Linked DNA regions of Mus musculus: region 1 is linked to region 2. The links are chromatin contacts, called in public promoter capture Hi-C maps. All regions are on one chromosome and are shown on one strand. The core of a region is the stretch at or near the end of the contact, and the rest is flanking DNA. Distances in the headings are between cores, read along the strand shown. Region 1 overlaps Grk5 (G protein-coupled receptor kinase 5). Region 2 holds the start of Cacul1 (CDK2 associated, cullin domain 1).

Evidence for each region. Promoter capture Hi-C pulls out the DNA fragments that hold promoters and counts their contacts.
Region 1: a promoter capture Hi-C map of pre-B cells shows a contact between it and region 2, with 3 times the contacts expected there. The contact joins the enhancer-like site here to the promoter of Cacul1 in region 2. A contact is called at or near these places in 2 of 39 promoter capture datasets (hippocampal neurons and pre-B cells), 2 of 484 Hi-C or Micro-C datasets (large pre-B cells and muscle stem cells) and 4 of 115 datasets of contacts at active chromatin or transcription factors (embryonic limb bud and embryonic stem cells).

What each region holds. Positions count from the first base shown.
Region 1 is chr19:61,083,425-61,086,124 of GRCm38.p6, reverse strand. Grk5 (G protein-coupled receptor kinase 5) reads right to left here. Exons shown (of 16, transcript NM_018869.3): 13 at 1-53. It also overlaps a transcript of Zfp950 not described here. Among named protein-coding and RNA genes, the nearest start is that of Zfp950, 56 kb to the left of the region's middle. Within about 2 kb of position 1,419, at least 120 of the 459 cell types and tissues checked have an H3K27ac peak or open chromatin away from gene starts, as enhancers often do. A contact at or near this core is called in muscle stem cells and pre-B cells, where this site is marked.
Region 2 is chr19:60,579,654-60,582,353 of GRCm38.p6, reverse strand. Cacul1 (CDK2 associated, cullin domain 1) reads left to right here and starts at 1,331. Exons shown (of 9, transcript NM_030197.2): 1 at 1,331-2,026. The coding sequence starts at 1,636.

The DNA of each region.
Region 1 (2,700 bases), core at 170-2,669, 500 kb before region 2:
GCGGCCCCCTCCTCCTGGCAGCCCAGCCTCTGCTTCGAGTCTTTGGTGAGCAGCTGTGACAAGAGAGTCTCGTGAGGTCATATGACTGGGCCTTTCCATCTGCCCATAGGCCAGAAGGACAAAGGAACATCTGTGACTGTAGCTCTAGCCTCCCCAGTGCCACCCCCTAAAACTCAGTCTGGAGGAGGATGTCTCCCCAGTTAGAAGAACTGAAGCATCAGCAAGGACAGGATCAGATCATATCTTTGTCATGCTTTCAGTTGCCCTGTGTATACTCTCAGGCTGGTGGCTCAGGTTAGAGCCTACCCTCTGGGCTTCTCTTTTCTATTTTATTGTATTTTTTATATTGTTCACTTATTGTGTGTCGATGTATGTGCCACAGCATTTGTATGGAGATCAGAGGACAACTTTGTAGAGTCAGCTTTGTCCCTCTACCTGTCACAGAGGTTCCAGGACTTGAACTCAGATCACCAGGATTGCATTAAAAAATGCTTTACCTGCTGAGCCATCTCTCTGGCCCCAAGTTTCTCTATTCTAGACATAAGTAACTGGGCCATGCTCCATCCATTCCAAGAAACACCAAAGAAGCAAGAATGTGCAGTAGCTGAGCCTGTTAATGCAGCCCCCTAGAGTCTACTGTGCTGGCAGATGGCCGGATCATCAAGGATAAGAAGATGAAAAAAAAAAGGATGAGGTAGGGCTGGGTTGCTTATCAGCTTCTACCAGGAAGGAATGGTATGTAAACGACACTTCTGCTTTCCAAAAGAAGTGATAGAAAATCAGGGTTTTAGGATAAAATATCTTCATCTGAAAAGCTTGGTTATTAAGTTAGTATTTGTCTATTTCTAAAATATACCACACAGGTGGAATAGAACACCCACCTATATGGTGTCAGGGATGGTATCAGGCGTACATTATCAAGAGAGAAGGTGTGGGTGCAGTGGGAGAAGACAGAGTAAGTTCCCTGTATGTGGGGGACCACATATGATCTGGAATGACTGGGAGAGTCAAATGGTGAAGGACTCAAGGGAGTGTGGAGAAGCTACAGCGATGGGGCACAGCAGGAGCCTCAGATTCAGCATTAGATCCAAGGGACAGGAAAGCTGGGTGTGTGGACATCTCTCTCAAGGGGCATGGCTGCCAAGATGGAATGGAGAACAACTTCCCTGCTGATTGTGTAGCTGCCTCTATGGTTTATAGGTCAGGTATTGCAGTAGCCTGAGTCAGCACCTGCTAAAGGGATAAGAGCAGAGTGGCCAGACTGAGATGCTGTGGCTTACAAAGTCCAGACCAGAATCCAAGACCCCAAGAGAAGACAGAGCAAGGCTTGAGGTTTCTGGAGGTACTTTCATGTGTACAATCATTTGGCACTTTTCAGCCAACACATTTCCCTCGGTGGCCACAAGGGGGCAGGAGAGGGACAGCTTTGGTCCTGGTTACAGCAAGAGCTTCAGCTCACAAAACCTGAGGTTGAAATGGAGGTTTGTGGGGAAGTGGAGAGGTGGTGATAGTGGTAGTGGTTAGAAGCAGAGATCATGTTTGCTCCATTCTCTCAGTATGTCCATGTCCCTATTGATGTTTCTTGAGACAGGCTTTTTGGGACTCCTGACCTAAGAATGTGATGCCTCTTATAGTCTTGTTACATCACGCAGACAGCTGACCATGACATAACAAGTACCACTGGCAGCCATCTCTCCACATCCCTAACCCCTGCTGTCTATCTCTCCACTACCTCATCCCGACTGCACCGCTGTGACAGTGCTTCTTTGAGACTGGTTAACAGGTTGTGGGGTTGTGGTCTACATGTTACATACCTTCTTCATCATGTCTTTGACACATGTCAGTAGCAGAGGAACACTTCCTCTTTTAGATATGATCAGAGGGCAGATCCAGCCCCACATCCTTACCACAGCTCTATACACAGAAGTGGCCAAGCAGGGGTGGTTGAAGTAGCCAAGCCCCCAGGGATCCCTGGTCCTCTGAATGTAGAAGCTTAGTTACTTCAAGTTTCTAGTCTTGGTCTTCTCTAAGCTCTACCCTGAGCTACTGGTATGTGTTCCCTTGAACCTTCCCAGGGCTACTTGGGGACTCAGGAATGAGAGGAGAGGCCCCTTTCAGGCCTCTGCTCTCTGCTCTCTTCTTTGCTGCTCAGGGTGTAGTATGGCTCCAGAGGAAGGTACTTTGCCACATTGGCTTACAAGTGTGTGTATCTAGGCACTTGAGGACAGAAAGCATCAGAGGGCATCTTCCTGTGGTGAGTCTTAGGAGACTGAGAGCCAGGCAAGAGCAGGAAGTAGCTGACTCCATACCAAACCCAAGGAAGGGCCTAAGGACCAGCTATGGAACAGTGTCCACCTTGGCTGAGGGAACCTTACAGCCCCTATCACTCCTTCCTCTTTAGCTGTCCAGTATCCACACCTGGCCCCAACACACTCCAGTCACTCTAATCTCTTCACTTGAAGGTCCTGCCCATCCACACATGCTGCCATACAGAACTTGAGCTGGGACCACCGTTCTACACAGTGAATGGAACACTGAGAATATGTTCAACAACTCCAAGGACTTTAACACCTCTCTTGCAGTCCTTGTCCTCAGTCCCCCGTGTCTAGAATCCAGAGTGGAGGGAATAGGAGGCCAAGTTCAAGGGCAGGAACTTGCCTGTGAACCAACTTGGGCTATCATCTTTATGCTTTGCTGACT
Region 2 (2,700 bases), core at 82-2,581:
CAATCCAGAAATGGAGGGAACACCTGCAATCCCGATCTTGAAGCTGGAAGACACCCAGGTCTTGACATGGGATGACACACACTTTTGATCTAGAACTTGAGGCACAGTGCCCAGGAAAAGCTTAGGCCCAGACAAGATGGTATACACATTTAATCCCAGGAGACAGAGGCAAGCATATCTCTGAGTTCAAGCCCAGCCTGAGACAGAGCAAGTTCCATTAAACAAAAGCTTAGGTCCAGGCATGGTGGTACACATCTTTAATCTGGGCCGCACCTTCTGCTGGAGGTCTACATAAGGACAATGGAAAAAGCATTCATTCTTTGCCTGCTTGCACTTGCCAACACATCTGTTGGAACCTATTTCTTCAGGATTCTAGTTTATACAGAAGACCAGCTGACTTAGCCTGGTGGGATTGAGCAACTACTTAGATTCTTAGAGCTCCCCATCACAGCTGGCCATTGCTAAGTTAGCTGGACTGCAGACTGTCATTCATCCCAATAATTTCTCTTAATACATAGAGACATTCCATAAGTTCTGTGACTCTAGAGAACCCTAATAGTTTCTAACTGCACAGTGGTCAGAGAATGTGGTTATGTCAGTCCTCAGACATGCAGAGACACTTGCTTAGAGACACAGTATGTTTATCTTTTGTAAATGTTTCACATACTCTGGGAAGGAATGTATATTGTGCAATTTCTGAATCAATATTCTGTCCTTCTTAGTTTGGGATACCTAGGGCTAAAAAACGGCACACACCAACAGTCTACCCTTTGGAGTCTGTACCCAGGGCCTACTGCCACACTGTCCTTTCATTCCCCAAGCAAAGGCTCAGGCTGCGAGGTCAAGGTCTGGGTGGCAAAAAGCCTGTGTCGGTGGGGGACCCTCACTATGGAAAGGTTAGCCAGCATGGGGTATGAAGGGACACTCAGAAGGCTGAGGAAAGAGGACTGCTTGGAGTTAGTTGGAGCCCAGTTTGGAGTACAAAAAGAAAAAAGAAAAGACGAAAAGACTAAAAAAGAAAAGGGAAGGGGGCTGTTAAACATAAGAGCGTTGGTGCGCCGTTTTTGGGTCCACTCTCGGGCACACCCAGACTAGTTGTGGCAACAAGTTAGAGAATGCGCGTGCGCAGACCAAAGTCCTTTATCACGTAATGTCGGCCGGGGGCGGGGCCAGCGAATCCGGGTCTGGACACCTGGTCTAAACTGATGGGGAGGGGGGAGTGGGGAGGGGAGGGAGAGGGAATCGCGCCGCTGGGTGCATTCGCCTTGAGGTGACTCATAGCTCCCGCCCCCTTTTCGCCCAGCTTTCTCCAGGCCGTCCCTCGCATCACGTGCCTTCCTGGCCGCTCCCCCAGAGCCCTTTCCAAAGGCCAGAAGAAACTGCTGTAAAATGTCGTGAGGGACGTCAGCCCTTTGCGGCTGCCTCTCAGAACCAGACCCCGGGAGTGCCCACCTCAGTCAGCGGTTCCTCCGGCGGAGTCGTCTTGACGGAGGGCGAAAGCGCTCGGTGCGCCACTGGATTTTCCGCCGCACCCGCGAGGGCTCCGGGCGATGTGAACTCGAGGCGGCTTCTGCGCTCCCAGGCCCGGGGGCTGAGGTGGGCGGGCAGGTGCCTGGGAAGCCGCGGCCCGGCGGGATGGAGGAGAGCATGGAGGAGGAGGAAATGCTCACCTACGAGGCAATGATGGACGACCAGAATCACAACAACTGGGAGGCCGCCGCGGACAGTTTCCGCCAGCCTCCGCCGGCCCCGCCGCTGCCCCCGCCGCCGCCGCCGCGGCCCTCGTCGTCCATCCCGGATCCAGGCCGAGAACTCCCGGGGGGACAGCTGCTGGCTGTGCACGCGGGCTCCATGGAGAGGAAGGGTCCTAAGGAAGGGCTCCCGATGGGGCCTCCGCCCTTGCCGGAACCAAACGGGGTGATCATGATGTTGAAGAGCTGCGACGCAGCCGCCGCGGTGGCCAAGACGGCCCCTGCCCCCACCTCCAGCTCCACTATCAACATCAACACCTCCACCTCCAAGTTCCGTGAGTCTGTCCCTCCTCCACGACCCCACCCCCACCCCCCAGCCAGGCTTCTCCACACCAGCTCGTGGAATCCCCCCGCCCTGAGAGTAACTCCACTTCCTTTGTTCCAGGCTTAGTTCTCTTTCCTTCTCTTAACCCTCCCACCCTGATTCGGTGTCTGCGGCCAGTATCCGGCCAGCCAGCCAGTGTTGCCTGTTACACCTGCGCAGCCTCAGCTTATGCTTTAGAAAAGATCTTTAATACTCCTGATCATCTCTCAACATTAGTAAGCTCTTCTCTAGGGTGTCCCCTTCAAAGTTTCACCTTACAGAGCGAGAGGGAAAAGTAAGGCGGTCTTGAATTTCGTTAGAGGCCTTTCGTCTTTTTTTTTCAACCAGAGAGCAAAGAAATGTGTTCTTGTATTCTTTGCCGCTGTACTTTTAGCAAATCGGGCTTCTGAACGTTGGTCTCTAGCAACTCTTTGTTCTCTGTGAGTTTTTGCATCCTGTCAGGGAATTCTTAGTTACTTCTACTATGTAGTGGGAACTGCTACAAGTCTTTGAAGTTGATGTGTAAAATCACGTTCCAGAGAAGCGGTTCAGCAAGTGACTGTAACCAGGATCCTACCGCAGGTTGAACTTTTTAGCGGTCTGCCTTGAAATTCACTTGCAGATAGAAGATAAAAACTGACCCCA